2 separate regions of the Sus scrofa genome follow, and region 2 is linked to region 1. The links are chromatin contacts, called in public promoter capture Hi-C maps. All regions are on one chromosome and are shown on one strand. The core of a region is the stretch at or near the end of the contact, and the rest is flanking DNA. Distances in the headings are between cores, read along the strand shown. Region 1 holds the start of PARD6A (partitioning defective 6 homolog alpha). Region 2 holds the start of PLA2G15 (group XV phospholipase A2).

What was found. Promoter capture Hi-C pulls out the DNA fragments that hold promoters and counts their contacts.
Region 2: a promoter capture Hi-C map of fetal liver shows a contact between it and region 1, with 5 times the contacts expected there. The contact joins the promoter of PLA2G15 here to the promoter of PARD6A in region 1. A contact is called at or near these places in 2 of 5 promoter capture datasets (fetal liver and liver) and 1 of 2 datasets of contacts at active chromatin or transcription factors (skeletal muscle).

Annotation. Positions count from the first base shown.
Region 1 is chr6:28,278,430-28,282,821 of Sscrofa11.1, reverse strand. It overlaps PARD6A (partitioning defective 6 homolog alpha), which reads right to left and starts at 2,320. Exons shown (of 3, transcript XM_021094099.1): 1 at 1,626-2,320; 2 at 1,016-1,238; 3 at 1-783. The coding sequence starts at 1,688. The coding sequence ends at 35. It overlaps ACD (adrenocortical dysplasia protein homolog), which reads left to right and starts at 2,413. Exons shown (of 12, transcript XM_021094094.1): 1 at 2,413-2,593; 2 at 2,675-2,811; 3 at 2,947-3,040; 4 at 3,119-3,195; 5 at 3,304-3,348; 6 at 3,479-3,513; 7 at 3,677-3,828; 8 at 3,907-3,988; 9 at 4,084-4,170; 10 at 4,363-4,392. The coding sequence starts at 2,495.
Region 2 is chr6:28,818,289-28,822,680 of Sscrofa11.1, reverse strand. It overlaps PLA2G15 (group XV phospholipase A2), which reads right to left and starts at 2,061. Exons shown (of 5, transcript XM_021094161.1): 1 at 1,806-2,061. The coding sequence starts at 1,914.

The sequences.
Region 1 (4,392 bases), core at 1,071-3,570:
AGCCTGGAGGGGCAAGGGCCTGCATCCTTGCCTGTCAGAGGCTGAAGCCATTGCCATCTCCTCTCATGCTACTCCCCCAGCCAGAGCTGGCCTGCTCCTGATCGTCCAGGGAGGGCAGAGAGCTGCGGGCACCAGGAAGTAGGCGGCTTGGGCGCAGGTCCCAGCATGGAGGCCCCTGAGACAGCCCATTGGAACAAGGAGGCTGGCGGTTCTCAGTGACCAGATCACTGCTGTCATCGTCACTATCAGGCTCACCAGGCCCAGCAGAAGGAGGCCTCATCAGACGCCCAGATGTCCCACGAACCACATTATTGCGCTGATTGGCTGGCTTGACAGTGACAATGAGGTTGTGACTGTTGGCGACCATCATGTCCGTCACTTGGTCCAAGGTCTTTCCAGCTACCTCAATGCCATTGACCTCGAGGATCTCATCACTAACCGCCAGCAGCCCTGTACTCTCAGCCAGGCCCCCTCGTACCAGGCGGGAGATGAAGATGCCTGGAACTCGTTCCAGGCCCTGGGGAGCTACGCGCACGCTCATGCCATCTCGGATGTAGAAACCCAGGGGGCGGTCAGAACCATGCTTGTGCAGCCGCACCCGTCGGTGGGTCTCAGGCAGTAAGTCCACATCAATGACTGAAGAAACCTGTCGGAAATCTTGGGGCAGGCTGATTAGCAGGGGTGGCCGGGTGCGCAGAGGTGCCACTGGCCGGAGTAGGAGCCCTTTCTTGCGCCGCTGCAGGGAGTTGGAGGCAAAGGCCAGGCCACTGGAGTCAGCTTCTGCTGCAGGAGAGGGGACACTGAAATCAGAGACCCTAATGTCCCACTCAGGCCCTTTTCCATCAGGCCCAGGCCTGGGGAAGGCACACTGTAGTTATTTCCTGCCACTTGGAGGTCAGGCCAAGGGCAAGGACTGCAGAGGGTGAAGTTTGGGTACCCTAGGCATGGTCTAACCCTTGGAGATCTGCCCTGTCACCCTACCCCACAGAGGCTGCCCCCTGTACCCCATCCTTACCCCGCTTCTGCACTAGCAGTCTCAGTGGCGGGGGCCCACTGGCCAGGGCCCGGTGCAGGCTGTCGTCGTTGGTGAGGGGCAGTAGGTCGCCGTGAGCATCCGTATAGCCAAGCAGCACGTCCAGGCCCGGGATCTGGTGTACCGCACGCAGCAACCGAGAGAACTCTTGGAAGCCGCTCACCGAAGCGCGAGGTAGCGCGAAGCGTCGGAACTCGGCATCAAACTGGAGGCGGGGGTAGGAGGTCGGGGGAGGAGGAGGGGTTAGGACAGAGTCCGTGCCCTTTCTCACCACAGGTCCGAGGGTAGTAGGGGTGGGAAAGACAGGGCTTCACAACAGCTGCAGACTTGCACCCAGACCTCTGCTCCAGTGCAAGGGACGCTGTCCAAGGTCTTCTCCTCGCCCTCCAGGTACCCAGGCCAGAGGGACTCTAGAAGCCGGCAGTGGAAAGGAGGAGGTGGGATGGGGGGAAGCGAAAAGGAAAACCAGAGAATGGGACGTGGAGGATGGAGGAGAGAAAAAGGTGGTGGGGACCAAGGAGTCAGGGAGGGGAGAGTGAGGGTTGGAAGCGCCTAGGGCCGGAGCCAGAGCTGGGGCTGGAGGGGTCCTTACTTTGCTCTTCACCTCGACGATGCTGTCAGGACTGCGTGCCGGAGTCCTCTGCGGCCTGGCCATCGTGGGACCGGGAGGGCCAGGGACGGTGCCCTAGGCGGCCCGCCGAAGCGCAGGTGCACAGCCTGCGGGGCCGGCTGGCCCGCGCAGCCCCGCCCCTGGCGGTAGCACTCGCCCCGCCCTCCTATCCGGGCCGTGACGTCAAGGGGGCAGCGACGAAGAGTGGAACGCGGAGTCCACGTTTCCTAGGAAACGGAGCTGGAGGGGTGGAGAGTCTCACGTCCTCTTACGTCACTACGTTACGGTCGTCAAGTCCCGGGAGCCTCGGGGGAGGGGCTTGGCCAAGCCGAGGGGAGAGTTGGGGAAGTGGTATTTATTGAGCGCTGTACGCTGTTATTTCCATTGGCCTTACAAGGCTGTGTATGTTGTAGATGAGGGAACTGGGTCATAATATAAATATCTGCTGAGTTCTTTGGGGTCACAGGCATTGAAGTGACTCCGAGCTAACTCGCTCGGACCACCCTTGGCTGCAGCCTCAGGCCCTAGATTCCTCCCTCTCCATACATGCCAGCCTTTGCGCCTTCCTGCTCAATGCCACAGGAGTTCTGAAGAACGGCCCAAACGCGGACCGTTGCTCGGAGAGTTGCTCAAGTAAGAGCAAGCACGTCAGCAGCCATTTGATTCAATGGGAGTGCACACAAACTCCCAACTAGGACGCGCATGTGCGCACGCGCGGGCATGCTCATGGGCAGGGCCTAGGTTTCGGGTTCCGCCCAGCGCTCCTGCACTTCCTCTTCCGACTAGAGGCGGGGCCGCGGCGCTAGCGGGAAATCCGGGCTAGAGGTAATCCGCTGGCTGCCGCGGCGGGAATGGCCCGCTTGGGGAACCTCGTCCTGCGACCCTGGATTCGAGAGCTAATTCTGGGGTCAGAGGCACTTTCAAGCCCGCGGGCGGGGCAGCTGCTCAAGGTGAGAACCCCGCTACCTTTTTCAGGGCCCGGAGGGCGGGGTCCCAGGGCGGTGGGCTTGATGCTTTATCACCGCGGTCAGGTACTGCAGGAGGCCGAAACCCCGGGCCCGTCCCGCGCCTCCGACACGTCTCACGTCGACACCGCGCTGCTTGTGTCCGATGGGACCCACAGTATCCGATGTCTGGTGACGCGAGAAGCCCTGAACGCCTCGGACTGGTGAGAGGGGCTCCGCGGGGCTTGGAGATAGTGGAGGCCAACGGGAGAGCTCAAGGTTTGAGCTGGAGGTGGGCGGGCCCCAGGCGGGCTGGGCTGTGTTCACGCAGGCTCGGCACTGAGGGTCCCCTGCCGCAGGGAGGAGAAGGAGTTCGGTTTTCAAGGGGCAGAAGGTCGGCTGCTGCTGCTGCGGGACTGCGGGGTTCGCGTCCAAGTCGCCGAGGGAGGCGCGGTGAGTGGTGAGCCTGGCCTGGGTGGGTTACTGGGCCTGACTTTCTAACAACTCCTGAGACCTGTCCCTGAACTCCAGCCCGCAGAGTTCTACCTCCAGGTGGACCGCTTCAGCTTGTTGCCCACAGAGCAGCCCCGGGAACAGGTGATTGGTTGGTAAGTGATGCCTCCACCCTCCACCTGTTCTCCTCACCCAGGCCTGGCTTTTGGGGTGTGAGGGCTTGGGCCCCTAGTAACACTGACTGTCTACCACTCCTCTCCCAGCAACCAGGATCCAGATGTGCAGAAAAAGCTTTATGACTGCTTGCAGTGAGTCTGGGGTTGGGCTTTTCCGTTCGGCTTTTATTCGGGGCTTGGTCACTTTTCTGACTGAGCCTGCTCAGTCAGGGGATGGCAGATTTGTGCAGATAGGCCTCAGGTGTCTCCTGTGTTTCTCTAGGGAGCACCTTTCAGAGTCTACCTCTCCCAGTGCAGGTATGTATAGGGGTTGGCGGGCTGCCCGAACTCCTGGTAGAGTGATCTCTCCAGTCATCACACACACACACACACCCTACTTTCTTAATAAGTCCTCCTTCTTATCTCCCACCCTACCCTTCCTCTTTGAGTTTCAGCCCATCTCCTGGTCCCCTGCCCCCAGGCATTTCACTGTCCCAACTTCTGGATGAGGTAGAGGAGGACCAGGAGCATCGTGGGGCACTAGTGCAACTGGCTGAGAGCTGTCTGATGCTGGCAGGCCCTTGCACGGCAGCCCCCCTCACCCGCTGGGCTGCCTCCCGCTGCAAGGCCACGGTCGGTCTGGGGCTTCACTTGGGAGGTGTCAGGGTGGGGACTTGGGCAAGGGCCAAACTGAAAGTTCACATCCCACAGGGAGAAGCTGTGTACACCATCCCCAGCCTGTGGCTGCGCATCTCTGAGAATGAGCAGCGGATCCTGAGCTGTCTGGGCCCAGGTCAGAGGGCACAGGGTAAGCAGGACTGGAGAGGTCAAGAGCGGAGTACCTGTGCCCAGTGCCCACAGTGCTGATAAGCCTCCCCTGACTCCCAGGCCCTGAGCTACCCCCGCCACACCCAGCTCTGCAGGACCTGTCTCTGGCCCTGATCTCCTCTCCTCCTTCCTCACCCTGTTCCTCAGGTAAGGTGGTGCTTAGCTCTTCCTTTCGCTGTGAGCCACCAATCAGGTGACAGGGCTGCACAGGATGCTGTGAAAGGGTATACAGCTGGGTGGGGGGTGAGCACAGTTCCTGCAGGCCTGCCTCAGCTCATAGGTCACTCAATTGGGGTGAGCTGCGAGGGCTGTGCCCATGGTGAGTCCCTTTCTCCTCAGGAACCCCTGCCTTACTCAGCCACATGTTGT
Region 2 (4,392 bases), core at 812-3,311, 540 kb before region 1:
AATAGGAGGCATCCATGTGCATTTAACCTCACATAACACTGAGAATATCCTTATTATGTCTACTTTATAGATAAGGCGACTGAGGGTGAGAGGTGGAAATGGCTTGCTACAGTCCCTTCCCCTTGCCCAGGGTCTTCTGTACCCCTTCTCTGGCTTCTGCTTCCTCTCCCTTCAATCTGGGTCCCACCCATAGAGACCAGTCACCCTTGGATGCCAATCCTCTGATGGTCAAGGTCAGGTCGGTCCCTGCTCTGTGCCCAGGAAGAGCTTGTCTGCTGCCCACAATGGGGTTTCCCAGGATTAATGCCAATAGCCTCATACTCTGACGAGTTAGGCAGGTTAGGATTCCAGTTACTCTGAGCCTCTAGGTGAGGCCTGAGGCTCTTCTGCTGTGACCCAGGATAACCCAGAACTGAACGAATTAATGAGGTAAAAAGGCCTAGGACCAGTCCAGTCAGAGACCACACACTTCCCAATGCCACAGTGTTCATACTCAAAACTCCTTAGGTTCACATAAGGCTCCCTAAAGGCCCCCACGATAAAGTCCGGATGACCCATCCAGTCACGAGGCCCGCACAATCCACCCCTGCCCCCACTCCATTCCAGGCAGCCAGGACTGCTTAGTTCCCTCCCTCCGATATGCAGTTCCCTCTGCCTGGAGCTCTCTCTGGGCCTCAGCCCCAGCTGCGTACTCCAGGAAGCCTTCCCCGACTGGGTTGGTGGATTCTCTGTGTTTGCCTATCACAGACCTCAGCTCTCAGGATCATCCTGCCAGCTTAGGGGAAGCAGGACCAAATCTGCCCAGACCCTCTGGTGAACTTGGCATACCCCTGGAGCATTTCTTGGCCCAGAGCTCCTGGTGGGCGTGCCTGGGACTGCATGCCAACCCCACCCTCTGTGATCTGCATCATCCTCATTAAAACACTACAGTAGAAAGAGCATGGGGGGGGGGGTCATGCTGCAGCCGTTCAGTATGTAACGTATACCTCAGCATGCCTCTGCCTTCTAGAGTCCTGGCTGGTCACGGCCTGAATGAGGTACCCAAAGCCCTCAAGACAGAGGCCTCATCCATGTCCACACCCACCAGTAGGAAACACTGAGCGGCCTGGGCCAGGACCAAGGAGAACACAGGCAGGGGAGGTTGCCTAACCCCAACATAGCGTAGTCCAAGAAGGTGTGGCAGAAGTAAGGGTAGAGTATGACATCTGTTCACAGTCATTGTCTCAACTCCTACCTCTGTCTATGGCCACCCTCGGATACCCTTGAGCCTCTTCTCTCAGGCTCAGGGCCACACATTTGCTAAGTCAGGCGGAGCCCTCGTGGAAGGCTAGGAGAGGAATCCTTTCTCCAAAGAACTTCCTTTCAGTAATGCACTCTGAAACTTGTGGGGCTTGAAAGGCAAAGGGAGACCATCTTCTAGCCAGGCCCAAGTCAACGCTGAGGCTTCTGAGAGCCAACTCCGAAGCCACCCCACCTCCTTTGCGGGGCCAAAGGGCCTCGGTCTTTCCAGGTGAAAAATGGGGATGTTTGGGGCTGACATGTTTGGGAATAACGACTGAACTGACGCACAAATGCGCGGTAACCATCCCACTTATCCCTATATTCTACAGTGGAAGGTGACAAGAGTTTCACCACACCCGCGCCCAGCAAAGCGGGAAGCGGACGGACCGACCCAGGTGACAAGACAGTCATATCTTCCCCAATCCCATGCTTAGAGCAGATGCAGAACTGGAAGACAGCCTCGCCCGAGCCCCATCCAGCTGGACGCACGAACAAACGGACCCACGACTGGACGCGCGCCTTACCTAGCACCACCGGTGGGGGACGTCCGGCTGGGAGCGCCGGGTCTGTGAGCATCAGGAGGAACAGGAGGACACTCGGAAGCAGGGCGGCGCGGTAGGGGCAGAGACCCATAGCAGCGACTGCAGCTGCTGGTCTGAGGTGCGGATTCAGCTCTCGCGTCTCGTGCCTAGGCCCGGGCGGCGGCGACGCACTTAACCCCGCCGCTCACAGCCTTCACAGAGGCTGGGCCAATCAGGGCCCGCCTCCTGCAAATGGTCTGCCAATAGGGACTCGCTGCCTGGGCGTCCCTCCCAGTCAGAGCTCACCGCCCCGCCCCTGCTCATCCCGGGCCAACTCCCTTAACCGCGCTGCACGCCGAGTGCATCGATCGGCTGAGGCTCAGCCCGGTTTCCACTCATATTCCCAGCTGGTCGGACCCAGCTCGCCGCTGGACACCCCAAAGTCCACGCTGCGTAGCCCTCACCCCCGATTCCTGGCGCCTCCCTTACCAGGGATCTAGAATGCGCCGGGCCGAGCGGGTCCAATGCTCGCTGCTGCTGAGTGACCCGGATCAAATAAGAGGAAAAAGGGGATAAGTCATTCCCCGGCAACTAGTTCTGGAACTTGGGACCAGGAGCTGACCAGCAACCTTATGCATCTCCCAGGCTGGTTCTTTGCACTCTGCCCCAAGGGCATCTGGGTTCAGGCAACATTAGCCTGGTAAGCATTTCTCTTTCCAGTGAGAATTCAGTTCGCCTGTTTCGGGGTTTCATAAACACCACTTCGCCTTGACCAAGCAGTTCGCTGGCTGGGTTAAGCAAGAGTGAGCTTGAGGAGTTCCCGTCATGGCGCAGTGGTTAACGAATCCGACTAGGAACCATGAGGTTGCTGGTTCGGTCCCTGCCCTTGCTCAGTGGGTTAACGATCCGGCGTTGCCGTGAGCTGTGGTGCAGGTTGCAGACGTGGCTCGGATCCCGCGTTGCTGTGGCTCTGGCGTAGGCCGGTGGCTACAGCTCCGATTCGACCCCTAGCCTGGGAACCTCCATATGCCGCGGGAGCGGCCCAAGAAATAGCAACAACAACAACAACAAAAGACAAAAGACAAAAAAGACAAAAAAAAAAAAAAAAAGAGTGAGCTTGAGCCTCAACCCAGTGCCATGGCCATCTGCAAGTTTCTACGAAAAGCAGGAGGGGTGGTGTTGGAATCTCATGCCCCAGGCCACTCCCACCCCATGCAAACTCATTCCAGAGAGGACACAGACTCTGCACATGGAATTGGGGTGAATAGAGTGGGCAAAAGACTTAACAGCCAGTAATACTCCAGTACCATACTTCATTCTGGAATAGAGAGACCAGCGTGTTTGGAGACTGGAGGTCTTGATCCTTCACATACCCTCTCTGGAGGGCCAGTAAACACCCTGGTTATGCCTGGCTGGTCCCAAGACTTCTGTCCTGCCCCTCCCTCCCTCCCTTCTTTTTTCCTCTTTATCCAGCCTCTCTGGAGTGACAGTCAATGAACATACTCACTGTCTTGGCCTGCCTCTCTTGTGTTCTTTTAGTGAAGCACATTGGTAATTGGGGTACCCTCCTCTCCTAAGGTCCAGCTATCTCTCACCTCAGACCCTGGCCCAGGGGATCCACCTTCTAAAACCACTGCCTCCCTCACCTTCAACCCAGGCCCCAGCAGAGGGCCAGTGTGAGAGAACCTAGAGGCCCTCCTGCCAGGGCAAGTGCTAAGTGGGGGTAGGATAAGAATCAGGACAATCTAGGCTGCCTTGGACTACAGCCACAGTCTGAATGTCTTCTCAGCCTAGCAGCCTCAGGTGACCACAGGCGCCTCGAAGTGTGGCCCTGTCCTTGGTTCCCTGGTGCCCACTCCCATAGTTCCTGCAGATGATAGGATTATGGCCATGGAGGGAGGGGGTGCCAAGGCCTGGTCAGCAATAACCTGTGCTGGCACTGTGGAGAGGGGGCAGCAGGTGAAGGTCTCCCCTTTTGACTATGACCCCACCATCTACATGATTATTCTGGCTACAGACCTGGGGTCATCCTGGACTCTAGATACCTCCTTGACTCTCAGACCCACAACTAGGTGGTCACCAGGTTTTGCCAACTCTACCCTCCCCAAACCAAACTACCCTCATCCATATAGTCTTTTGTCTTTTCAGGGCTGCACCCAAGGCATATGGAAGTTCCCAGGCTAGGGGTCAAATGGGAGCTATAACTGCCAGCCTACAGCTCACAGCAACACCGGATCCTTAACCCACTGAGCAAGGCCAGGGATCGAACCCACAACCTCATGGTTCCCTTGTTGGATTTTTTTCCGCTGCGCCATGACGGGAACTCCAGTGTCTTCCTTATTGATGTCCAATCTATGCCCTTATTCCTGTGGCACTAAAAATTAAATCAGGGAGTTCCTGTTGTGGCTCCATAGGAACAAATCTGACTAGCATCCATGAGGATGCAGGTTCAATCCCTGGCCTTGCTCAGCAGGTTAAGGATCTGGAATTGCCTGAGCTGTGGTATAGGTTGCAGACACGGCTTGGATTTGGCATTGCTGTGGCTGTGGCTTAGGCCAGCAGCTACAACTCCAATTTGACCCCTAGCCTG